4 separate regions of the Mus musculus genome follow, and regions 2, 3 and 4 are each linked to region 1. Evidence: chromatin contacts called from public Hi-C data. All regions are on one chromosome and are shown on one strand. The core of a region is the stretch at or near the end of the contact, and the rest is flanking DNA. Distances in the headings are between cores, read along the strand shown.

Region 1 (6,441 bases), core at 2,892-5,391:
TGCATAGATGGAAAGAATTCTCAGGCCCCTCAGAGGCCAGCTCTTGGAAGAGTGTATTTTCTGGGCATAAGCCACACAGCAGCCAGGCAGAAGCACCTCCACAATAACTATGCCTCTCTTAGCAAACAAACTAAATCCCCCAGGCTTGCGCTCACTGATGCCCTGATACAGAGGAGAAACAGCCACATACAACACACACACACACACACACACACATACACACACACACACACACCTCACACACACACACACATACACACACACACACACACCTCACCACCATCACCGATGTTGCTGAGGTGACCACAATTCTATCAGTTATAGACTGGAGGACATGTAGTCTTCTACAAATGGGACACCCTGACAAAGGCCTATGACATCTAGGACATTATTTGAGACAAGAAAACGCAACCTCAGTGGAGGCACAAGAAATGCCGCACAATGCCAAGTGATTTTAACTTTAAAAAATGATGAAAGCATCTTTAAAAACAAAACTTGTTATTTTCAGGAAAAAAAATGAAAGGATAGGTGTGTAAGGGCTCAAGGGGTGAAGGGTGAGGGGTATGGGGGGAGAAGCAGGCAGAGAGAAGCAGGCAGAGGATGCTGTGGGTGATGCTCACACAGGTCTGCAAAGAGATATACTGAAAAAGTACTCGATAGCTTGTATCACTTGTGAATCACAAGGCAGGTGAATTGTATCTCAACACTGCATAAGCTAGGGCAAAGGGACACTGGATAATATGGGAGCAGATCCTGAGGGGACACTGCTGGAAGGCCAAGGGAACTGCTCTGGTAAAGGACGGAGATTCAGCTCCCAGCCCACACTGGGCAGCTCACAATTTCTGTAACTCCAGTTCCAGGGGATCTGGCACCCTCTTCTGATCTTTGAGGTATACAAAGTACACATATAGATATGCGCGCGCACACACACACACACACACACACACACACACACACACACACACCTACACATATAAAAACTGATTTTAAAAAATCCTTACAGTTGCTCTGAGTCTGCTGTGGTGACACAGAGACCAGAGTGGACAGTTAAAGGGATGCTCCCAGGTGGCATATGCTATGGTCTGGGGACAATGGGCCATGATGTGTTTGACTTAATGCTCTCTGGTTTAGAAAACTATGTATTACATTTGCCCAAAACACACACAGACTCACAGAGCCAGAGGGGAGGGAAGAACATGGGTATGAGCCATCTTGTTTTCTGAGATGGAGTCTGTCTGTCTCTCTCTCTCTCTCTCTCTCTCTCTCTCTCTCTCTCTCTCTCTGTCTCTCTCTCTGTGTCTCTCTCTGTCTCTCTCTCTGTGTCTCTCTCTCTGTCTCTCTCTCTGTCTCTCTCTCTCTCTCTCTCTGTGTCTCTCTCTCTGTCTCTCTCTCTCTCTCTGTTAGGAACCAGGCTAACTGGCCAGCCAGCCCTGAAATCTTCCTGTTTCTGCATCTGTGGTGCTGAGATTCCAAGCACAAGCCACTACAATCTGTTGTTTGTTGGTTTGGTTTGGTTTGGTTTGGTTTGGTTTGGTTTGGTTTGGTTTGGTTTGGTTTGGTTTGGTTTGAGATGAGTCTTAGAGCCAGAACTCAGGTCCCCATGCTTGCAAGACAAGGACTTTATCTGAGGAACCATCCCAAAGCTTAAGATGGATCCTACATAGCCACAATGCCACTGTCACACTCAACAAAATGAGCACAAATTCCACAGACTCATCCAATAACTGGCCCAGATTTGAATGTTCAGGGTAGAACAGTGCTCTGTCCTACAGGGGGTTGAAATGTGACTCTTTAGTTTTGGAAACACCCAGGCTTCTGGGAAAAAGAAAGAGCTCTGGTGGTATTTCATCCATTTTCCACACTGATTCAGCTCCCCAGATCTGAATGTGGAGAAATGCCCTTGGTCATAGTTGTTTTCTGGCCTTGGGAAGTGCTGATTAATTCAATAAGCTTTCAGGTGACTGGAGTATTCCTTTCAGGGAACTCTAGAGGGTTACAGAGGCAGATCGCTGTAGATGACATTTTTTAGTCATTAAACGATGCCTCCCTCCCTGCTCAGCATATTTAGCTCTGTTTCCCCCAGACGCATGGAAAGCATTCAGCTCTTAATGAAGAACGTCTTTCTGGAGCGTGTGTTTAGTGGTACACATGATGTCATCCCAACGTCGCATGCAAGATTGTAGTGTGAAAATGAAACCACAAATCTCATCTGAATCTGAGTTTTCTGGGTTCTTCAGAGGAAGTATTTTTCTGTTTTCCTTTTTTTTTTTTTTAAGAAAAGAAAGAGAGAGAGGAAGAGAGAAAAGAACAAATGAACCACTGCGTTTTTCAGGGCTAGGAAGCCAACAAGATTGGAAGCAGGCTGTTTGTTTGCCTGTTTGTTTGTGTGTTTATATGGTTTGTTTTCTGGCCAACATCCATCTGGACAAGGAAACTCTTATTCTAGGGTCAGTACATGGAGTAAGCACCCCCACACACCCACACATCCACCCAGGATATTTTGGGGATGCGGCAGTAGGAAAGGTTACAAGGAAAAGAAATTTGGAGCTGGGAGATAGCTTATTAGGTAAAGTGCTTACTGCATAGCCATAAGGACCTGCTGTATTCAGATCTCCGAGTCCTGAGTAAAAAATGTAATGGTGTGGATCTGTGTATCTGTAGCTCTGGCAGCTGATAAAATGAACCCAGGAGATCATAATCTGTGAACAGTAAATTAGGAAGGAGATTAAGCCTCCTGTTTCCACACACATCTACCCAGGCACATGAGTATACACACACACACACACACACACACACACACACACACTGCCTCTATTTCCAGCTTTTTATAAAGATGTTCCCAGGGTTAGAATGTTAAGTACAGCACACGACTCCAGAGACATCGCAAATAAAAGAAATTACTGTGTGAATCAAATGTGGACCAACTCCCCCTCCCCCCCCTTCCACAGCTTTTAACTGATTTTATGGTTTGAGGCCATGTTGCCTATTGCAGATTTCAATTTCTCACAGCCCTAGAAAACATGGCCATATAGTAAGTTGTCTAACTGACCCCATACAGCCATTAGTATTGGCCTTTTCTACACACAACGAGAGGGCCATAGAACATTCCAGAACACTGTTCTGACTGCACTACTTACGTTCTAGTAGAGAATTAGCTGATAGGATTAGCTACACTTCCATGTTAACCTACAGGACTGGAAGTGAATGCAAACTGGAGGCGCTGGGGGAGGGTGTTCCTTCCATAGCCCATCTAGCAGAGGGAGGCAAGTCAAAGGCCCACTGTGGGAATAATTGATCGTGGGAGCCTTTATCCTGGAAAGAGACCCTACCACGGCCCATTGTTACTGGCCTGGCTTTGGATGGTTCTTCCCCTGGGCTCTAAGCCACATGAGGCCTAAATGCAAAGCTTTGTTCAAGACAGAAAAGAGAAGAAACCGAGAGATTAGCCCAGTCCTTGGAGGTCAATTACAGAAAGGAAGATACACCGGGCTTGAAGATTACAAGTACTCCCTGTAGCTTCTTTAGAGCAAGGAAGACAGAATAGCCCTCCCCAGGAAGACAGAACCCAGCAAGCAGACCTCAGGTGGGATTTATTGTTTTGTTCTACAGTTTTATATTTAATATCCTTTTGTTGTCCCGGAGACACGGACTTCCCTTTTGTAAGTTCTCCTGCAGGCAGCGGTGCATGCTGGCTGCTGGCAGACACAGGGGTTTTCCTAGGATGTCCCAACTCAACTGAGCAGGAAAGCGTGTGTGCCCCACTGATGAGAGCTCTGCACACTCAGGTTCATAGTCAGGGGCCCCGTCTCAGGAAGGGAGGAAACCATCTATTCAAACTGCAGAGGCATTTCTTGGTGGCCTCTGCAAGAGCCCATGAGCAGTTCTGTGGGCTGGTTTAGAAATCTCTAGGATGGAACGGGTGGGGGGGGGGTCCTTTTCTGTCTTGTATCACTCCCTGGCAACGATATCATGGAAATTTGCAGAGCAGAACTCACTTTGAGCAAGCAGAAAGGAACAAATTTGATCTAACACACATTCTGTGAGCTTGGTTCAATGTAGGTCAGTGTCTAAGAGAGCCCAGCTGGCCAGCCTGCACGTCTGCCTGGGAGCTGGCTGGCTGGCTTCCGCCTAGGCCAAGAAACTCCCCCTCAGCCCCGAGCACCAATTAATAAAAGATCCTCTTCATGCAGTGCCGGTGAGGAGAGCGGGCTGAACTGCTTCCAGATTACTGGGAAAAAGCTTACCCAATTGGCGGACCTGAGTGCTCTCCAAGGGTAGCTGGTATGTGGAAGGAACACGTATACCAGACACGCTCGTTCTGAAGCTCAAGGCTGTGTATCCAAGGATTAGAAGGTGTTTGAGCTCCACGCCAGCCAGAGTTACATGATGAGACTCTGTCGCCAAACAAACAAACAAAAGAAGTCAGTTTGATGGTTCCTAACAATTTGCTAAATGTTTCATTAATGCTAGCAATTTAGAAACATTTCCTTGAAGATATCTATAAATATATATATATACATACATATATATATACACACACATATATATACACACATATATATCATATATACATACACATATGTTATATATACGTGTGTGTGTGTGTGTGTGTGTGTATAGTTCTGTATGAACTAAATACCAAATGATAGAATTTTTAAGGGTGAGAGTATCTTATCTCCTCAGGATTTTTGTTGATGTTGATAGCTACTGACTTTAGAGTAATGATAACTTCTACTCCTTCCTCAAACCAGGAAAGCAGTAACAATACAATTACTGTTAATATTATCTGTTACTGTATTTGATATATCTTTCTTATTCTTCATTGTTGTGTGTGTGTGTGTGTGTGTGTGTATGGCATTTGTACATGTTTGTATATCTGTACATATAAGCAGATGCTCCTGTATGTGTGTGTACACATGCATATGGAGGCCACATATCAGTGTCTTCCTCTATCAATCTCTGACTCATTTTTAGGACGGCATCCCTCACTGAACCTGGAGCTCACTGGTTGGCTAGGCTGGCTGTTGGTGAGATCTGGGAATCTCCCTGTCTCCTCCCCCAACCCTGCAATGCCATGCCATGATATTCAGCTTTTACAGAGATGCTGGGGACCCAGGTCCTTCCTCATGCCTGTGTGTCAGCCAGCCACGTCCTCTACTGTGTCTTCTTCGCACTTGCTGGCCTTGCACATGAGATCCGCCTCCCCCTCCTCCCCAGGCTATCTTAAAGCCTAGGTCCCCAGCTGCTAGTGAGCATTTGGGAGATTGTGAAGGCTTGAGGAGGTAAGGCCTGGTTGGAGGGAGTAGATAGTTGAAGACAGGTCTCTAGGGGGATGTTGGCTCTGCTCATCCATTCTCCTTTCTCTCTGACATGAAGACTCTCCCCAACCCCACATGCCTAATAACATTGTACCATTTTGTCCAATAAAATGGGCATGTGTCCAGGGAGTAACATACTGAATTAAACATGTAAGGTCTTATCCGACCCAGGTTTGACTACAGAAACTATGAGGTATTCTATAAATACCAGTGCATGAACTCTTCGAAACCATGAGCCAACATAACCCCTACCTCCTTCAGCTGTCTGTGGGGACTTTAGTCACAGCCATGCAGCAGTAACTAACACACAGCTCACTCAACACACATCTACGGAGCACACACTAACTTGGAAGCACTAGTGTAAGAACCGAGGGGAGAGACAGCCTTTGCCCTGATGGGACTGTACACCTCAGACAAACCCCTGAGCAACTAAGGATCACGCAGGGCCCAGAAGATGGGCAAATAGGAGATGCAGGGTGAGAAAGAAGAGGCAGGAAGGTCACTCTGACACAAGAAGAGGACACTTGTGGAGCTAGGGTTACTGAACGGCCATGGAGAGGAAGAAAGAAGTGCACTGCAGATTCAGACAAGGAGGACACAGGCTTTAGGGAACCAAATGGACCCACAAGGCTCAGCAGAGAGAGAAAGCAAAATGGCCTGGCCATCCACAATAGTCTGGCAGAAGCGGTGTGCACTGTATGCAGGAGAATTCCTTTAAAATATCACCATGGCTTCATAAGATGAGGAGAGAGGACCAGAATGGTACCAAAACAAGTGTGGGACTGTGTTAGACTCCTCTAGCACTTAAATGAGAGAAAGAGTGTGCTGGAACAGAAGATGGGGGATGGGGGGGGTACTGAGGAGAGCTACAGGCTAGTGAGCCATAATTACTCCAGTTTTGTTGGGGCTGAACAGATGGCTCAACAGTTAAGAGCAGGTACTGGTCTTACAATAAGACCTGGGTTTGACTCACAGAACACCAAAGTATGCAATTCAGGACAGGCTGTGTTTCCAGCTCTAGAAATTCAGAAATCTAATGCCCTCTTCTGGCCTCAGAGAGAGAGAGAGACAGAGAGAGAGACAGAGACAGAGAGACAGAGACAGAGACAGAGAGGGAGACGGA
Region 2 (6,441 bases), core at 2,950-5,449, 230 kb before region 1:
GTAGGAGTCTCCAGTGAAGGCGTAGAGAGTGGTGCAGGAGCCCTGGTGACACCCCTGTCCTGTCATCCATCTGACTGCCACACATGTCCTCTCTTTCTGGAGCACATCTTCTCTCTCTTTTTTTTTTTTTTAAATTAGCCAGTCCAACCATTTATTTAAAGTAAATTACTGAAGTTGGAAAAAAGTTGGAAAGTATTTTATAATATGTTACAATTGGGGATTAATATTAAGATGATGTCTTTATTTTGTTCCAAAGCTTAAATATGTAAGGATACATACAGATTTGGGGTGATAAAACAGATTATTTGCTAACATGGTTGAGTTTGGGTTTTTTGTTTGTTTGTTTGTTTTTATTAGATATTTTCTTTATTTACATTTCAAATGTTATTCCATTTCCTGGTTTCCCCTCTGAAAATCCCCTATCCCCTCCCACCTTCCCCTGCTCACTAACCCACCCACTCCTGCTTCCTGGCCTTGTCCTTCCCCTACACTGGAGCATAGAACCTTCACAGAACCAAGGGCCTCTCCTCCCATTGATGACCGACTAGGCCATCCTCTGCTACATATATAGCTGGAGCCATGAGTCTCACCATGTGTATTCTTTGATTGGTGTTTTAGTCCCTGGGACCTTCTGGGGGTACTGGTTAGTTCATATTGTTGTTCCTCCTATGGGGCTTCAAACCCCTTCAGCTCTTTGGGTTCTTTCTCTAGCTCCTTCATTAAGGATCCTGGGAGCACATCTTTTTTGTAATTGTCAAACTTAAAATATTTCCCCGAGGTCTCTGTCTCTCTCCTGGCACTGTCCTCTCTGCTATGCTCTTCAGCAGAGACAACGCCATCACTTCCTCTTTTACTTTATTTCTTAATTGCTTTATTTATTTGTAGATATGTCACTATGTCTCTGTGTGTATTCACAAATATGTGTGCTCACATGTTCAGATGCATGTGTGTGGGTATGTGTGTGCTTACTTGAGGAGGCCAGAGGATAATCCTACAATCTTAGGTATCAGAGTTCAGACACTATCCGTTTTAAGTATGTATATATTTAAGACAGGATGTCTCACTTGACCTGGAACTTGACAAATAGTGGCTTACTTGCCACTGAGGCCCAAAGGTCTACCTATCGCAGCCTCTCCAGCAATGGATTGCAGAATGGCATTAAAAACAAACAAATAAAATAGGCAGTAATGTTACGTGCCTTTAATCCCAGCACTAGAAGGCAGAGGTAGACAGATCTCTGAGTTCAAGGTCAGCCTGGTCTACAGAGTGAGTTCCATGATAGCCAGGGCTACACAGAGAAACCCTGTCTTGGGGAAAACAAAAAAACAACAACAACAAAAAAAAAACCAAACAACCAAACAACAAAAACCATAGGCTATAGAGACCCAACACAATTTGGTGTGCTTTCCCATGCTATTATTGGCAGGCTGTCTCCGACAACTAGAATCTACACTTGTGCTTCATTATGCCTGCCATGTTCAGAGGAAGCAACCTGACAGAACCTTCAGGAACAGAAGCTCTGGGGTGCCACTACTGTTCCCGGTCTGTGGCCTTGGACGGAGGTGCCATTCAGCACCCAGCCAGGAGAGAAACCACATGGTAATCCAAGGATGCTTAATGTACTGAATCATTCACCATATAGAGAATTGTCTAGTAAGAAGTGGAGGCAGCTCTGAAGAGCCCAAGTAGCCACAGAAATAAAGGAGCTGCACTAGAAGAATTAGAGCATGGCTCAGCAGATGACAGAGAATGTTTTGTACTGCCCCACCCATAGAACTTACTGAAAATCCACCCTCTGAGGCTTGCCCTGAGGCTTGACAGAAACCTGACCTGCCTGGGGATTTTGAGCCCCCTCTGCTTCAGCAGCAGTCAAAGGGGGGTGGGAAGGTGGGGTGAGAGGAAATGCCTGCTTTGTAGGGCTTGGCACAGTACCTTGCTGAGCCATATCTCTCCAGCGCCCCCTACTGACCAAGTTTAGCATTGCTCAGCCACCTAAGGGAGACTCTACAAAGGGTAGGATCCGTTTTAACTGAGCAGACAAAAAGGGTGGAAACAGGGTGGAGGGTGGGGGTGGGGTGAAAGGAAAAAAATTCAGTAAAGACCTGGCACAGTTGGTTGTTTATCCTTGCCTCAGTTTCCCTAACTGCCAGATGCAAGGTAAGTATAGTGCCTTCTTCATGCGGTTGCTATGGAAATAAAGTGGATGGGAGTGGAGTGTGTGGAAGAATGCCTGGCCCAAAGCAAACACATCATGAGTGTTTCCTGGCATGCACAGAGGTGGGAGGAGAAGCTCATGGGCCATGAGTTGGTTGAGAGGGCTTAGCAGTGAGATGCTTCAAAAGGCCATTGTATGCTTAGCTTTATTGCGTCTGGTCAGTCCTGTAAGCAGGAAGTTTTATCATAAAGTTTGGTTGGGGGCTGGGAAGGTGACTCTATAGGTGGAGGGGTACTTTCCCAAGGCATGGCAGACAGCCTGGCTTTGATCCCCAGGACCCACAGGGCAGAAGGGGAGAGCTGACTCCACAGCTTGTCCCCTGGATCTTTTCACGTGCACATAGCATGTGCTTGCCCCCACACATAAGCGCAGTGAATAAGTAAAGAAATGCAAAATATTCTTGAAAACATTTGGTTGGCTGGTTTTAGGGCTTTTGAGATACAGTTTCATGTAACCCAGGCTAGTTCTGAACTTTCTATGTATCAGAGGCTGGCCTTGAACTTGTGACCGACCTGCAACGGCTTCCCAAGCTCCTGGCTTCTGGTAAACTTTCACATCCCCTCCATGTTCCCATCACCTTGGGAATCCTTTCAGAGCAGCTCAGCAAAGTTTGTGTTTGCTTTTCTAAAATACTGTTAGGGCCTCTTCTCAGTACGCCAATGAATTCCTATGTACAGTTCAACAGCTTTTTGAAAAAAAATGCACACTTTAAGTCAATTCTGCGATAGTTAAGGACAGACTCTCTTGGATGAAGATCCCAAGACATCTGTCCTTACTTTTCTTTAGTATCTCCAGAGTATTTCAGAAGCTTTTCCCATGCATCTAAATTCAGGGCCCAGCTGTTTCCAGACTGTTCGGTGATACTTAAGGAGGTGGGTTTCTGTCAGCTAACATTTTAAAGAGAGAATGCTAGATGGAGCCAACTTTTAAGAGTTCATAAAACACTCACCTTCACTCCAAACCTGCTGCTGAGTCCTCAAATGTAAAGAAGGAAGAGCCAGCCGCACATTAAATGGCACTAAAGAATGTTTTCAAGGGCGGTTCTTAACTAAGGTCCCAGAGAGGGGAACCACGTAGGAATATGGCGTGTTGTCTGGTGTGGGGTAATGGTCCCTCTGTTCTGGCTGGGACAAGGCAGAAAATGAACATTTGGTTTCCTGTTGAGCTTATTTTCTTATTGTAGAAATTATTTTAATGCTGACAAATGGATCGAACACAGCCTGAGTTTCTCTTATGTTGTATAGTAATAACAGAAATATCTAATGTTATGATAAGTAGAGAAATCAAGGCCTACAGAAATAACGCAGCCATTTCTTCCCTCCTCTCAGGAACTGGCCACCAACTGTTGAGTATTTTTCTTAAACTCAGACCTCAAGAAAGACTCCGTGGGGTTTGAAAATTCTAACTAGACTTTGCCATCTTAACGTCACCAAACAAATTCTCTGAGAATGATTTGTTTGCATTTGAGGATGTCTTAGGTCCAGAATGGAGATGGCTTTTCAGAGATGCAGCATGAGGGGGCTGAGGAGTTTCTAAAGAAAGATTCCTGAGTTTGGACCAGGCAACATTTGAAATCCTTAGAGACATCCAGGTGGTAAGAGAACTGAGCCATCTCCCGGTGGTCCCCATGACTTTATGTGGAAGGAGCAATTCCTATTTGGGTTATACATCCTGTCTGCCAGCTGGTAATGGAATAATGGGAAAACAATTGTCTTGGCTCTTCAAACAGCGTCTGTTGCCAACCCAACTTCCTGGAAGCTGTCAGCTCCCCTGGGTGAGTCAGCAAATACTTGCTCTGTGGAGCAAGACTCTGAAAGAAGTACCGGTAAGGCAGCCAATCATGAGAGAGTGTGGATAATTCTCTGTCTCTCAGAGTCCCTACTTTTCACCATTCACTGGCAAAAAAAAAGTCATGCACTAGACCTGGCCTCTGAGTGTATCTGATGACCCACAGTCTGGGTATGAGGCACAGTGTATGCAGGAGGGGCTGGATGTGTCTGCCCAGGGAGTGTGATCTAATCATTGGTACATGAGAGTTCTGGGTCAAGCAACTAAGAATGTGGTAGGAAAAAAAAAAAAAAGACTTCTTTGGGTGGACAGGAATGCACTGTGTGCACTCTCAAAGGAAGTGAGCTGCTAAGTGATTACAGTGTGTCCATCAGCAGATGGCTCCACATGGTAAGGCTCCTTGAATTTGTACTTTCATCAAAATTGCCCACAAATGTGTAGCCCTGCAGAAACCTTTGAAACCCGCCATCCTTGGCAGAAGCAGCCCATTCCTGGGACTGAATCACTTTGGAAGTTTCTCTAGCTCGCTCTCCTTCTCCCTCTCCCTTCTCCCTTCTTCTCCCTTCTCCCTTCTTCTCCCTTCTTCTCCCTTCTTCTCCCTTCTTCCTTCTCCCTTCTTCTCCCTTCTCCCTTCTTCTCCCTCTCCTTTCTCCTTTCTTCTCCCTTCTCCTTTCTTCTCCCTTCTCCCTTCTTCTCCCTTCTTCCTTCTCCCTTCTTCCTTCTCCCTTCTTCTCCCTTCTTCTCCCTCTCCTTTCTCCTTTCTTCTCCCTTCTCCTTTCTTCTCCCTTCTCCCTTCTTCTCCCTTCTCCCTCCTTCTCCCTCTCCCTTTCCCCTTCCCTTTCCCCCTCCCTCTTCTTCCCCTCCCCCATCTTGCTATGTACAGTTGGGACAAGGCTGGCTGATCCTGGAAGAGCAGGCTATGCAACAGGTACTGGAGATTCTGCAAGGTCCCCCACTAACATCCTGTGGCTTATTTTCGAAGGCCAGGATCCTCCACCAAGGCAGACCTCGGTCTACAAGTCACATGGACTATAGCAATGACAACTTTGCAAGCTTCTCCAAAAGTTCAGAGCTTTTCTTTAAGTTGCAGGTGGTGTCTCAATGGAAGATTTAATCTGAGGTGCTCATCTGGAATGTGCACAAAAGGAGGGAGGGCGACACTGAAATTCTAGTTGGTTCCTTTGCCTCTCAAAAAAGGTTCCTGGACACATCCTGAATGGCACTTGTCGGGCCTTGGTGCAGTCAGAAAGGTGACTTCAAGTAGTAGTGTTTGTCCCAGATCTAAGTGCCTTAGACCCTGGGAAGGAAAGAGCAGACTTTTTCAGAGCATCTCAAGACAAACAAAGGAAAACTTTTAAAATTCTTAAAAGACAGGGAGGAAGATGACTCCTCACTCAGTAGATGAGCTGACATGCAGTGGTTGGTCCTGAGTGCTTCCCACGAGCAAAAGCTGAGCCCAACAGCACACACCTGCAGTTCCAACAATCCCGACGCTGGGGACAGAGAGACAGGAAGCTCTCTGGGCCTCTCTCACCAGCTCACTTAGCCAAAACCATGAGCTCTAGGCTTGGTGAGAGACCCTGCCTCAAAAACGAAGATGGAGAACAATTGAAGTAGACACCAATTGTCATCATCTGGCTTCACACATATCCTACACACACACACACACACACACACACACACACACACACACACACAGCTGAAAAGAGGGAAAATATAATGGCTATTCGGGGTTGTGAACTTGACTATGTCTGGAATTAGCTACAGCCCAATGACTGGGCAAACTTGTGAGAGATTTTTTTTTAAATGAAATCATTAGTATTTGAAGTGGTAAGACTCATTTCTAATCTGGATCTCTGAAGTGGAAAGATACACCTTTACTCCAGATCTCTCTCTCTCTCTCTCTCTCTCTCTTGAAACATCGTATCTTTTTTTCGTTTTTTATTGGTTATTTTATTTAGTTACCTTTCAAGTGTTATCATGTTATTTATTCCCCCTTCCCAGTTTCCCCTCCACAAGCCTCCTATCCCTGTCCCCTTCCTCCTGCCTCTATGAGGGTGCTCCCCCACCCACCTACCCATTCCTGCCTCACCGCCCTAGCATTCCCCTATCCTGGGTCATCGAGCCTCCGAAGGACTAAGGGGCTCCCCTCCCAGTGATACCTGCTAAGGCAATCCTTTGCTACATATCCAGATCTTTTGAGGTCTGGACCACACTTTGCTGGCAGCCTGTATAAATCCACCGAAGAAGGACGCTTACTCTCTATCTGCTTGCTTATACTCTCTCTGGCAAGTTGATCCTTCACTGGCATTACAGTCTACTTCCTTGGGATTCAGGTCTATGTTGAAGACCAGCTGAGACATCCAGCTCCATGAACTGAACAGCTATTGGATTCGTGGCCCTTCCATTGGTAGACAGCCATTGTTGGACTAGCTGGA
Region 3 (6,441 bases), core at 2,121-4,620, 170 kb before region 1:
CTGTCTCTGTCTCTCTCTCTCTCTCTCTGTCTCTCTCTCTGTCTCTCTCTCTCTCTCTCTCTCTCTGTCTCTCTCTCTCTCTCTCTCTCTCTCTCACACACACACACACACACACACACACACACACTCATGATGGAGTACCAGAAAGATGGCTCAGTGTTAGAGGTGCTTATGTACAGGCCTGATGTCTTTAGTCGTTTTCGAATCCCATGAAGTAGCAGGAGAGGACAGAGTTCTGAGCCTCCACTCATGGTATAAACCTGCTGTAGATAGATCTATCAGGAATCACCTAAATCACCCAGGGTTTTCTTCCAAAGGCATCCTTGATTTATGCCATTGTTTCTTCTTTGCAGGGTTGAGGAGTCGGTGCGGGCGGGGGGTGGGGGGTAGGTGAAGGTATATATGACTAATGGGTGTTTGTTCACATAAAAACATGAACTCAGAAGGTAGAGAAGTTGATGGAGTTTTTTTTTTTTTTTTAATTTGGTAATGTAGTTGAATTTTCTGTTTTTAAAAAATCAATTTGAGATTCTTGATTTTTGGATTGTCACTTCTTATTTCTTGGTCACTTTGTTATTGGGGGATTTGTCTTCCTGCAATTGATTTATTAAGGGCTATTTACATATTGTGGCACTACCCTTTTGAAAGCCATAGTTTTATATGAATAGCATTATCATCTATCTTCCACTATACATTTTAGATGGTTATTTTCACCCGTGGTTATTTTTCTTTCCTTGTCATTGTAAATGGGATCCAATTTTCAGTTTTATTTTAGTAATGGCGTTTTTTTGTATTGATTTACACATGTACATTTGGAAACTGGTTTGTCTATTAAAATATCATGTTTCTTTTTAGAAGAGATTCAGCTGACTTTTCTGGGTTTCCTAGGTAACTAATTGTACTACCTATAAATAATTTCTCTTTTCTTACATTTATTTCTCAGACTTCTTTTTTTTATTGCTTTATTGCAGTGAATCAAAGATATACCATAGATTTACAAATGTATGCAAATAGCAGGCATCCTTTGGGTCCAGCCACAGTATGAAAGTTCCCAGTGCCTTGCTGCTGGCTGGAGAACTGACTGTTGAATTGGGGAACAAGTTCATTATTTTAAGGCGGCATCTATTTCTAGTTTTCAGGTTGGACTTTTAGAAATAATCAGCTTTGAATATTGAATTATGTGAATTATATCAACTAGATTTGGAAGCAAGGCTCAATCTTCTTTCTCTTGCCTTCCTCTTTGACCTTATTGATGCAAATATTAATTGATATACTGATGTAACTTGTCATTGATAGAAAAAACGAGTATGATTACTTCAGAGAATTCTTGCATTTTAGGGGACATAATCAACTCTGTCAAGATATAATGTATTTACAGTTGTCATACTTGGGTTCAGGGTAAAGAGATTTTACATTTGTGTGTGTGTGTGTGTGTGTGTGTGTGTGTCTGTCTGTCTGTCTGTCTTCAACTCGTCCCACATAATACCCTTCCTCTCAAATTCATGGCTTATTTTCCTTTAGTTACCATTGATACACACACATATACACAGAGACAGACAGACAGACACACACACACACAGACACACACAGACACACACACACACACACACACACACACACAGAGAGAGAGAGAGAGAGAGAGAGAGAGAGAGAGAGAGAGAGAGAGAGACTCAAATATATAAGACATCCTGCATCCTGCTTGGATTGTATGCATATGTGTTATGGGGCAACCACTTGGACTGAGTAATGTAGCAAGGGGCTTGTCCTTAGGGAAGATTGCTTCTCCCTTTCTCAATGTCCATTAATTGACTATAGTTCTTTATGTAGGCGTGAGGCTTGTGCGATTTCTCCCATCTGTGTTGGTAGGTCGCTTGGTATTAACACTGTTTACATTTTGTTTAGGGGATTAGGCTTTTGAGATTTCGTGGGTGCAGCTTCCCTCATATATAGAAGGCATAACCTTGCAGCTGACTTCATGGCTCCTACAGTCTTTCTGCCTCCTCTCTGGTGATGCTTCATGAGCTTATGGTATAGCTTGTGGTTGTGGTTGTGGTTGACACATCAACTGGGACGGAGCAACCCTAATCACTGTTCTCTACAATTTGACCCGTGTGGCTTTCTGTTCTCATCTCCATTCGCTACAAAAGGAAGGTCCTTCCATGAGGACTGAGTGCTAGACCTACCTGTGGGTGAGGGTAAGTATTTAGAATGCAGTGAGCAACTACACTGCCTTTAGTTCATCTGTGTCCAATTGTCTTGGAAATACTTAAAGCATTCTGGATCGGTTTCATATATTTTCATGTGAAATTATCATTTTAATTTTTAAAATTTATTTAGTATGTATACAGCATTCTGCCTGAATGTATGTCTGCAGACCAGAAAAGGGCACCACATCTCATTATGCATGGTTATGAGTCATCATGTGGTTGCTGGGAATTGAACTCAGGACCTCTGGAAAAGCAGCCACTGCTCTCAACCTCTGAGACATCTCTCTAGCCCTATCATTTACTTTTTTTTTTTTCAAGACAGGATTTCTCTGTGTAGCCCTGACTGTCCTGGAACTCTCTGTAGACCAAGCTGGCCTTGAACTCAGAAATCCGCCTGCTTCTGCCTCCCAAGTGCTGGGATTAAAGGCGTGTGCCACCACTGCCTGGCTATCATTTACTTTTTAAAGACAATGTCTCACTACTTAGTCCTGGTGGACCTCAAACTCATAGATGGCCCACACCCCTCCAAGTGCTAGGATTCAAGTTACATGCCACCACTTACTACTACCCTGATACATAAACTCTTTAAACAGAATTTTTAGAAGTCTTCTATCTTTAAATATTTTTCCTTTTGCTGTAGTGAATTTTACTTAAAAGTTGACATCAGAGCTCTTATTGTCTGTGCCCACTTTAAACCCAATGGCTATTGTAATAAATATGTGGGAAAATGTCCATTTGTCTTTTGTGACACTCCCCTAAAATGACATGAGCAATGACTTAGAATCTCATTTATTGGAACCTGAGTATTTGTTAAAAACTTAGCTAGGTTTTCACAAAATCTCGCCGTAGTCAAGCCTGTAACGTTCTCTAGAAAATGGTCTATTTTCATCTGTATTTTTTCCTTTTGAAGTCTGCTCTTAATTTAATTTTGAATAGCCACTTTGAAAAGCCAATCAGAGAGGGGTGAAGAGGGAGGTGAAGGGGAGACTATGCTCATAACAGTACATAGTTAGGAAAATGTTCTTATGTAACACGGTGTCAGGTGCAAGGAGCAGTCTTTATGTTAATAATTCAAACTTCAAGCTGGGTGGTGGTGGCACATGCCTTTGATCCCAGCACTCAGGAAGTAAAGGCAGATGGATCTCTGAGGTCGAGGCCAGTCTTGTCTATAGAGCAAGTTCAAGACAGCCAAGGCTACGTAGAGAAACTGTGTCTTGAAAAAAAATCAACTTTGTTATAATTCCAAAGACATTTGCATTATAACTGCCCATGATGGATATGCAATAAAGGAGTGACTGGATTTTAGAAATCTAGCAAAAAATGGAAATCCACACAAGCCTGCAATCACTAGGCTTTCACATTTTCTCACTGATGTTCACTGTGGGTCTACTGCATGCCGGATCCCGTGGGTCTTCCCACTGAGTCCTGCCTTATTCTTCCTCTACACATAGCATAGCTAGTTTTTTGGAAGTTGATGCTTGTGAAGGGCAGAGTCCAATGATCTTTATTTGGCATCAACCAAGGATATAGTCTGGAACTTTTTCATAATAAAAATAACTTCTTGGGTCCCTAAGGATGCCAGCAACAATCTACAAATCTACTCTCCTCTTGCATATGATGAAGGGCTAGCTAGGAAGGCGTGATGGTTAGTGCTGATTGTCAACTTGACAAGATGTGGAATCTAGGAGACAAGTCTCTAGGGACTAGTAAGGGATTATCTAGGTGAGGTTAATTGAGGTGTGAAGATATTAATTGAGGAGATAAATAGAGGTGATAAATAGAATAGCACCTGTCCCTGGGCTTGAGGACTAGATTGAATAAAAAGCCGAAGGCATCAGCTGAGCCAAGAGCATTCATTCAGTTGTTCTCTGCTTCTTAACTGCTGGTGCAGTGTGGCCAGCTGCTTTAAGCTCCTGCTGTCTTGACTTCCCTGTCATGATGGAAGCCAGGCCAGGATCTCAAGAAGGAACTCAAAACAGGAAACCGTGAAGGAACACTCCTTGTTGGCTTGCTTCCAGACCCACGTTTAGTTAGTTTTCCTGTGCAGCCCAGGATCCCCTACTTAGGGAATGAAGCTGCCTATAGTGGGCTGACACCTCCCACATTAACTACCAATCAAGACAATCCCCATAGAGAGCCCACAGACCAAAATGGTCTAGGTCATTCTTCAATAGAGTCATTCTTCTCAGGAGGGTCTAGATTATGCCAAGTTAGCAATTAAAGCAAACCAGGATGTAGACTAAGACACAAAATCTAGCAGGATTGTGGTATGGGCTCCACTCTTGGAGTGTGAAGCCCACAACTGTTTCTGTCAGAGCACTTGAATGGTTACAGAAGAGAGTCTTCTTTTTTTTTTTCAGTTACTCGGGAGGGCTCATCATGAAGCCTTCCAGAAGGTACAGACGCCAGAAGGCTGGGCCTGGATTCAACTAGCTTGCTCATTTACAGAGAGCAGTTAGTATCACTGGAGTTATAAACCTCTGTCCTTTTCAAATCTTGCTCTTAGGAATCCTCATACTGCTCACCTTTCATGGACAGGTGGAGGACCCTGCAAATCAAACAGGGAAAGAAACAAGTGTGTGCAACCAGTGTGTGCTGTGTGTGCTCACTGACTACCTCCTTATGCCGTCTGCTTTCCTAGCCTCAGATGCTACTCTGCCTGCGTTCCCTAGTGCTTACAATCCTTGTCCCTGGGGAAGCCTCCCTGAACTCTGCCCTCACATCCTTTGTCCTGGTTCCTTTCTCAAGGCTATGGGGCTATGATCAGCATTGTCCCTAGGCATTCTGCCACCTCTTTTGAAACAGTTGTCTTCCTACTTGGACTCTGAACTCTATTGTCACTGACCTTGTAACCTTTGGTTGTCAATGGGCAGGACCAGATGTTCAGTACAATCTGGCAGATTTCAAAATGATCTCATGGGGTTCTGAGCCCGTGGAAACTGAGTTCATGTCCAGCTTATCACCACCCATAGGTAGGCGGTCATAGCTCTTTAATATCTGGGCTATTTGGTAGAAGAAATTTCAATGCCCCATACATGGAAGACCTTGTTCCCATTACTTCTGACCCTACCTATGGGTGGTGACAAACCAGACCTGAATATATCATCCTGCTGATGAACACTGACATTTTGTTTTTGGATGCTGGACTCTTTGCCCACGTAGAGGTAATTTTCATGCATTCAGCTGGAGAGCCCCTTTCCTCTCTTTCACATCCATTTAACACATTTATTCAGCATGTGATAGGTCCAAGGGGCTGTGTCCAAGAGCTCAGAGGCCAGAAAGTCACATTTTCCAGGTCACACCAGTACACCGATGCATTGACCACATGATGGGAAGAAGAATCTTAGTACTTAAGGAACCTAACCAAGGCTCTTGTGTGAGCCTCAGATAGGGATGTGTGACGTGCTGTGAGAATGTTTGGTGACATCTACTGAGACTGAGAACTGGCCTGCCTGTGAAAGTGTGCCCTATTGATTAACTCCATTGTGGCTGGGAGAAGACGAAGCTTGCAGGAGCCAGTCATGACCAGACTCTCTAGTAAGGTAGAATAGGAGGAAAGCCAACACTGTGAGTCAGGAGACAGAGCAAAAGGTCAGTGGCCCAGGTTCCCAGGCCACCTTGGGGCTGAGCAGGAAGGCGTCAGGCCCCTGGTAGTTGTTCTTTGGTGCTCTCTACCAGACCCTGGCTCATGTGAAGTCCTGACTACAGCCTGCGGTCCAAGTCCGCTTATCTACCCCAGCAGCTGATGTGAAACGGGAAAAGGTAGGAAATATGCAGACAAATGGGAGTCCTGCCACCTGCACGAGCAGAGGTGCCTTTGCAGGTGAGAGAGGAAGCACAAAGAGTGGGATTGATGACAACAACTCTGTTCAGAAGGAAAGGGAGCAAGGAAGATGAAAGGCTTAGATTCTTCCTCTAACATGTATGTTTGTGTGGGTATGTGTGCATGAGTGTGTGTGTGTGCACGCGCATATGTGTGTGTGTGTGTGTATTATATGTGTGTGTACATGTGTTTGCATGTGCATGCATGCCCATAGCATACATAGAAGCCAGAGATCAGCCTCAGGAATCATGTCTCAGGAGCCATCCACCTTCTATCTAAGACAGGGTCTCTCCATGGCTTGGAACTTGTCTAGTAGGCTGAGGACCAGGGAAGTCTAAGAGATCTGCCCATCTCTACATCCCCAGCACCAGAATTACTAGTAAATGCCCCTATATCCAGTTGTTTGTTTGT
Region 4 (6,441 bases), core at 2,160-4,659, 150 kb before region 1:
CTTCTGAATACATGTCAGTGTGGTAGGAGAAGTGACAAGCAAACATTACAGCTGCTTGGGGACTGGAGCCCCGGTGATGTCTGCCTGTGTTCAACCCTTCTTATATATACTAAGCTCCTCCAGAAAATTATCCCTGCAAGATTCAGATTAGATTGTAAAAGTTTTATGATTGGGCTATATTTTATAACAGTTTTATATTCGTAGAAACATCAAGAAGCTCATACAAATGCTTCCCAGTTACCCTGCAGTTACTCCCATTCCCCCCACTTCTTACATTAACGTCATATGCATATTTGTTGTAATTCACTTGCAAGGATAATAATATCACCATGACATCAAGTTAGGTTCGACCTTATTCATGCTTCATTGACTTTTACCCAGTGTGCCTTTCCTGTCTCTGAGCCCATGCAGGAACCCACTGAGCATTTAGCTGGAATGCCTCCTTGGGTTCTTTTTGCTTGAGGTGGAGTAGCTCAGGTTGTTCTGCTGTTTCATGATACTTGGCAGTTTTGAAGAGCCCTGGTCAGGAACATTGTAGGATGCATCTCTGGGGGATGTATCTTAATGATGAGGTTGAGTTATATATGGTGTGTGTGTGTATGGGGGCGGGGGGGGGGGGCAGAAGTCAACTCCAAATATCATTTCTTATGATCCACCCACCTTGTTTTTTATAAATTTTACTTATTTATGTTTATTGTGTATGTATGGATGTTTTGCCTGCATGTATGTACATGTATCATGTGTGTGCAGTACCTATGAAGACCAAGGGGTGTCATAACCCCTGTAACTAGAGTTACAGATGACTGTGAGCTGTTATGTAGGTGTGAGGATTAGAACTCAGGCATATGCAAGTGTTTTAACAGCTGTATCATATCTTCAGCCTCCACCTTGTTTTTTGAGACAGGGCCTCTCGATGGCCTGGTTAGGTTAGATGACCGGCTGCTGCACCCTAGGGATTCTCCTTTGTCTACTACCCCCAAGTTGGGATTACAACCAGGTGACACTACCTCCAGCATTTTTACATGAGTTCTGGGGAATCAAACTCACATGCTTGCACGGCAAGTACTTTACTACTGAGCTATCTCCACAACCCCAAAGTACAAATTTTGAGGAGGAAGATGCAACATGCTATCATGTCATACCAAGGGCATCTTCCACCACATGGTGCACCCCTGCTGGTGCTGACCTTGATCGCTGGGCTGGGGCAGAGCCTGTCCGTTTCCTCCACTGCAAAGCTGCCCTTTTCAGCTTCATCTGCCTTTGACTCTTTTGAGGATCTTTAAGTTTGTGTGTGTGTGTGTGTGTGTGTGTGTGTGTGTGTGTGTGTGTGTGTGTGTGTACACGTGTGCACATGTGCGTGTTTTAAATTGAACTGCTAATTTTCACATAGAGAAGATACAGATGTGATGAAAGGATGCTGCTGTTTTCTTGGTTAAGTTTGAAGATGTAAGTCTGAACAAAGAGTGTCTTTGTGTTAATGAGCACATCACCACCCCAGGACTCTGAAGCAGGAAACCCCTAGATGGCTTCTGCCTGATTTGATGTAGGTCTTTGGTATTCAGGGCTAATAAAATGCTAAATGAATTTCCAAGGCCTTGACCTGGCTTCTTTTCAGCTTAAGATGACTTCTTCAACTTCTTTTTTTCCCATTTAGACTTTCCTACAGTGCATCACAATTCCATCTTGGCTCTTCCACCTGAGCCTCCTTTTTTAATTCCCTGTTGAGTGCCGGTGGGAGTTTTCCTTTGAAGAACTCAGTGGGTGATGCTTTGCTTCTTCTTGTCTTAACATCCTCACCAGTGTGTCTTCTCACTGCCAACTAAACCTTGACATTTTCAAATTTTTAATATGAACTGGTGTTCACAGCAGTAGTTACATAAACATAGCACAAAGTCTAGATGTCCTAGATCCTTATGTCCTAGACCAAGTTCACACAGTGTGGGTTTGTGAAGATCCTCTCCTGCATGGCCTCACTTGTGATTGCTTAGTCCTGTGGGATCCCAACAGGAAAGAAAATGATACTATGAGAATTCCAGCCCTCAGAGCAATGGTTTTCAACCTATGGGTTGTGACCCTTAGGGTGGTTGAATGAACTTTCCACAGAGGTCCCCTAAGATCATCAGAAAATATAGATGTGTACATTATGATTTGTAATAGTAGCAAAATTAATTATGAAGTAGCAGCAAAAATAATGTATGATTGGAGTCACCACAGCATGAGAAACTGTATTAAAGGGTTGTAGCATTAGAAAACTTGAGAACCACTGCCTTAGAGGGTAGCCATAAAGTTGGCACATAAAGAACAGTTTGGAACTAACTCAGGGTTCCATGGTAGTGTACCCTACAGGTATGGTATCAGTCCCCATCTCTGGGGAGGTGGAATCTTAGTCACTAAGAGGCCTTGATCTTGATTTGGCATGCCATGGTTCTCCCTCTGTAAGTGAGGCAAAGGAGGGATTGGGCCAAGCCAGAGCAGGGATGGATCAAGCAGAAGCCATGCTCTGGGTGACTTTAGTTGTGGCAGATGAGTCATTTTGGGGGATATCTTCTTCGGCATCTTTTCTGTAACCTTCACAGCTCATTGAAAGGATTCCTTTCTAAGGAGATGGGGCTATAGTCTATAACATCCTTTTTGACTGCCCTTAATTGGGTCTGAAAACGGCAGAAACTGATGAAATAGCAAGCAGAGTACAGAGAGAGAGAGAGAGAGAGAGAGAGAGAGAGAGAGAGAGAGAGAGAGGAAGAAGAAGAAGAAGAAGAAGAAGAAGAAGAAGAAGAAGAAGAAGAAGAAGAAGAAGAAGAAGAAAGAAGAAAGAAGAAAGAAGAAAGAAGAGGAGGAGGAGGAAGAAGAGGAGGAGGAGGAGGAAGAGGAGAGAACAGAGACAGGAGAGAGAGAGGAGGAGGGAGGGGAGGCAGAGGCTCGCACAATGGTGTGTTAGGTTTACCCAGGATCGAAGAGCCTGGGAGCTTTTTCCCAGTATCATCTGCCCACATTTCTTCCTTAGATAACAGTGAGTTTTGTCGATGCCCAAATACAGATTATAAAACAACAAACTGTATACAAACTGTGCATTTTATAAGGTCATATTTTCTGAATGTATGCATCATTCAAGACCTCCTTTTACAGTTTGTCAACAAGATAGCTGCATAAAATACATCCTGATATCTCACAGCTGTGCATAATTCATCCTGTCTACCCATGCCGCACAAATAAAAATTTTATTTGTATCATCTAAAAGAAATACTAGTGCATAAATACATAAGCAAAGCTCATAAGAAACAGCCTTCTGACCACAGATCCCGTGGAGGGGATATTGTGCAACCAATTAAAAAGCCCAGAGATGGCTCCATTATTCCTGTACACAGATAATAAACACTGTACTCAGCAGATAGTACAGTTATGCAACTTCTCCAGAGCCTTGCAAAAATGTCTCACAAGCATTGGCCCAGTCTGCCTTCAGATTCTCTGAGGAATATCTAGAAATAAAGTTTCTTTGTAAAGAACTTTGGAGCCAAAAGAGCTTTATTTTGGATTCAGAGCCTGGAAAAAAAATGTAGGTGAAAGGGAAGAGTGTTTAATGTTGGGCACATTTGGCCCACAGGAAATCCAATAGCTATCGTTCTCTGCCACCAAGAATGCCTGAGGAACTAGTCCTGAAGGCTAAGAAACTTCTTTCCATTGGGTTTGTTGGATCTCAAGATGATCAAATCCAAGTTCCCCATCCACAGACCTTCCTTATGCTCCTAACGTCAAGTTATCTCTCCTGGGAGAGCATATGGTGTGATAGCTTGATTTGGGGACCATGTACCATCTCCTTCTATCTAAGCCAGCAGCTCAGGTGGGCTGTAGAACAGGCAAAGACCTTGCCTCAAGCATCTGAAGCCTGTGGGGACGTCTTCCAGGTCTTTCTCTGCCATGACTAAGAAAGTATGGGGAAATATTCTGTCTTCGTCTTGCTAGGGTTGGATCTCGGGGAATAGATGATACCAGTGCTAAAGCTCGTCCTCTGTCCAGTTTATTAAGCTCCAGAACAAGTGACTTTACCATCAACTACTTTACCAAACTGACTTGTATTGATAATTTAACTCAAAGCTAATGACTTTATGTGGCAAGGATAAAGATGCCTGTGCCCACCTTGATGATAGTATGACTTGACTTCAAAGAACTCTACAGTAGCCATAGTCACTTGGAACCCGGCATGGTTTTCAGTGGTTCTGGTGGTTCACAATTGCTGGTATCTTCAAATACTTTTGCCTAATTCAAGTACCCTACAGGCTCTCTCATAAGTACTTTGCATACTGTGATATGAATCTGCAGGAGCTGCCTAACTGGATCAGAACCCACTATGAAGTATGGGTCTCATAAAGTCCCAGGCAAAGCACCCAGGTGTCACTGAGGTTCCCAGAACAATGCTTTAGGGACTAGCTATAGCTGAGCTGCCCTTCATGTGACCATTTCCTAGGCTGATCACACTCTATCGGTCACAAAAAGAAGATAACATTCACTTGTTTTTTGGCCGATGTGATCTTCCTTTCACTGGATCAGGAGAATTCTCATCTGCAGATCTCAATTCATATTCTTCAAAGCCAACACTATCCCCAAAAGTTTTCTCTTGGCTTCTCTCTCAAGAGTCTCATCTCCAGATACTCCCCTCACCAGTCTTTAACTTGCTATTGTCTTTTTCTTGAGGTGATGTTGAATTTGCAGGATAGAATCAAGCATGATGCAGAGGATACAGAGTACAGAGTTCCTCCCTCAGACTCCTTCCATGGCACATGTGCTGCTCTTTGAACCAGCCTTATAGGCTGAGAGCCTCTTCTGGTCATGCTTGGGACTGGAAGTTAATTCAAAAAGTTTTGTCTAGATTCTAGAATATTTGTATATGCATATATTACTAGACATGTTGGAGATTCATGTATAAACACAAATATTCATTTATATTTGTATAAAAGAAATTTTGAAATATATTATTTGTGTGCGTGATAGAAGTCAAAGGTCATTATTTGGTGTTGCTATTGATTTTTCAAACCCTGTTTTTAATGATGGTTCTTAAAAGCTTTAGCCTCCCTTCTAGCCCAGCACCCAGCAGACGTAATGGAAAAGAAAGGTTATTAGGATATAGGAGAAGTGGACCTGTTTAGCAATAGTCCTTTGGAGCAAATCCCACTTACTTTGTCAGGAAGTCAGCAGTTCAGTTCACAGGTCAGCAGCAGCAGCAGCAGCAGCTTGATCCACTTGCAAACACGTCACGATATACCAGCAGTCCCATTCAGTAGTGTTAGGATAGCAGCAAGGCCTCTGCATGAGTCAGCAGGAGGGACCAGGACCAGCAGGGATGCCAGGAGACATTCTTTGTCCCACCTCTTCCAAATGAAGTGGAGATCTGTGAAGACCAGAGACCAAGAAGCGTTGCAAAGCTAGCTGTGCAAGCAAACAAGCCTCCTGTACTATCTGATGCATTCTATTTATACTCCCTCCAAACATCACATATCCTCCATGGGTCTTGCCTCAGCTTAGCAAGATTCCATATGAGTCTGTATTAGCTGACATCACTCTACCAACTGGCCCATTTATGTTTCACATACTATTTAAACCCATCTTCTGCATATACTTTATCACATTTAGTATTAGAGTACCTGCATCGTGACTGTGGCATCACTAGGAGTCAGGCACTGAATTTTACCCTGATGGTAGCATCTCAAGTTCAAGCATGTCTGTATGTGGGGTGGTTTCAGAGTCTGGATTTTCAGGTTAAGGAGGCTCTGCTCATGTTTATTCTACTATCTCTGGTCCAAGCATGTCCATCATAGGGTAGTTCCTTATATGTCTTTATGTTAGACATAGGACTGACACTGCTGAGTCTCCTGGGGTGGAGTGTATTTAAGAGACCAGGGAGACCTAAGTGACCTAAGTAGAGAATGGGCTGTTTGAATGGAAGCTTCTGAATAGCAATGGGACCAGGAATCCAAGCTGGCAAGCCCTTGGTGCACAACCTGTGAGCCCCCTGGAGGCCACCAGAAAAAGACACAGGGATGGATCCCTGTTGTCAGCATGATACACTTCAGCAAGGTGGATTTCTGAGGTCTCCCATCCAGCCCCTTTCTTTCTCTCTAGCTTCTGCTCCCCTGATATGTTCAGATGTCACCTCTGACCCACAGATTCATCTCTGAGCATTTATGTTGTCTGGTCACAGTAGTAGTTTCTCTTCTTGCTGTGACCAAATACTTAACAAAAGCAACTCTTTAGGTCCACAGCTCAAGGGAGTAGCACTCATTCATGGCGGGAAAGACACGGAGTGGGGAGTCTGAGGCTCCTGGCCCCATTGCATCCAAAGTGGCATGTTGTTGCTTAGCTCGCTGCTTTCTTTTTATTGCATCTGGAACTCCAGCCGTAGGAAGGTGTCACTGTCTTTAGGGAGGGTCTTCCTACCTCAGCTAACCC

The links. Hi-C and Micro-C count contacts between places; a contact is called where the count stands out from the background.
Region 2: a contact with region 1 is called in a Hi-C map of muscle stem cells, with 2.7 times the contacts expected there. The contact joins two enhancer-like sites. A contact is called at or near these places in 1 of 484 Hi-C or Micro-C datasets (muscle stem cells), 1 of 115 datasets of contacts at active chromatin or transcription factors (embryonic stem cells) and 1 of 9 other capture datasets (embryonic stem cells).
Region 3: a contact with region 1 is called in a Hi-C map of liver, with 1.5 times the contacts expected there. The contact joins the promoter of 5830403F22Rik here to the enhancer-like site in region 1. A contact is called at or near these places in 1 of 15 datasets of contacts at CTCF or cohesin (the NIH/3T3 cell line), 7 of 484 Hi-C or Micro-C datasets (cerebral cortex, liver, muscle stem cells and 3 more) and 3 of 115 datasets of contacts at active chromatin or transcription factors (astrocytes, neural progenitor cells and oligodendrocyte precursor cells).
Region 4: a contact with region 1 is called in a Hi-C map of uterus, with 2.1 times the contacts expected there. The contact joins two enhancer-like sites. A contact is called at or near these places in 5 of 484 Hi-C or Micro-C datasets (liver, muscle stem cells, nephron progenitors and 1 more), 1 of 115 datasets of contacts at active chromatin or transcription factors (fibro-adipogenic progenitors) and 2 of 9 other capture datasets (adipose tissue and pancreatic islet).

What each region holds. Positions count from the first base shown.
Region 1 is chr7:134,024,116-134,030,556 of GRCm38.p6, reverse strand. All of the region lies in intron 3 of Adam12 (a disintegrin and metallopeptidase domain 12 (meltrin alpha)), which reads left to right. It overlaps Gm39103 (a long non-coding RNA gene), which reads right to left. Exons shown (of 3, transcript XR_870012.2): 2 at 4,245-4,394. Among named protein-coding and RNA genes, the nearest start is that of Gm39103, 4.6 kb to the right of the region's middle. Within about 2 kb of position 4,141, at least 95 of the 459 cell types and tissues checked have an H3K27ac peak or open chromatin away from gene starts, as enhancers often do. A contact at or near this core is called in cerebral cortex, liver, muscle stem cells and 4 more, where this site is marked.
Region 2 is chr7:134,259,154-134,265,594 of GRCm38.p6, reverse strand. No RefSeq gene overlaps it. Among named protein-coding and RNA genes, the nearest start is that of Adam12, 37 kb to the right of the region's middle. Within about 2 kb of position 4,199, at least 78 of the 459 cell types and tissues checked have an H3K27ac peak or open chromatin away from gene starts, as enhancers often do. A contact at or near this core is called in muscle stem cells, where this site is marked.
Region 3 is chr7:134,191,815-134,198,255 of GRCm38.p6, reverse strand. It overlaps 5830403F22Rik (a long non-coding RNA gene), which reads left to right and starts at 3,370. Exons shown (of 2, transcript XR_870010.1): 1 at 3,370-6,441. The region is part of intron 1 of Adam12 (a disintegrin and metallopeptidase domain 12 (meltrin alpha)); the gene reads left to right.
Region 4 is chr7:134,174,194-134,180,634 of GRCm38.p6, reverse strand. The region is part of intron 1 of Adam12 (a disintegrin and metallopeptidase domain 12 (meltrin alpha)); the gene reads left to right. Among named protein-coding and RNA genes, the nearest start is that of 5830403F22Rik, 17 kb to the left of the region's middle. Within about 2 kb of position 3,409, at least 17 of the 459 cell types and tissues checked have an H3K27ac peak or open chromatin away from gene starts, as enhancers often do. A contact at or near this core is called in uterus, where this site is marked.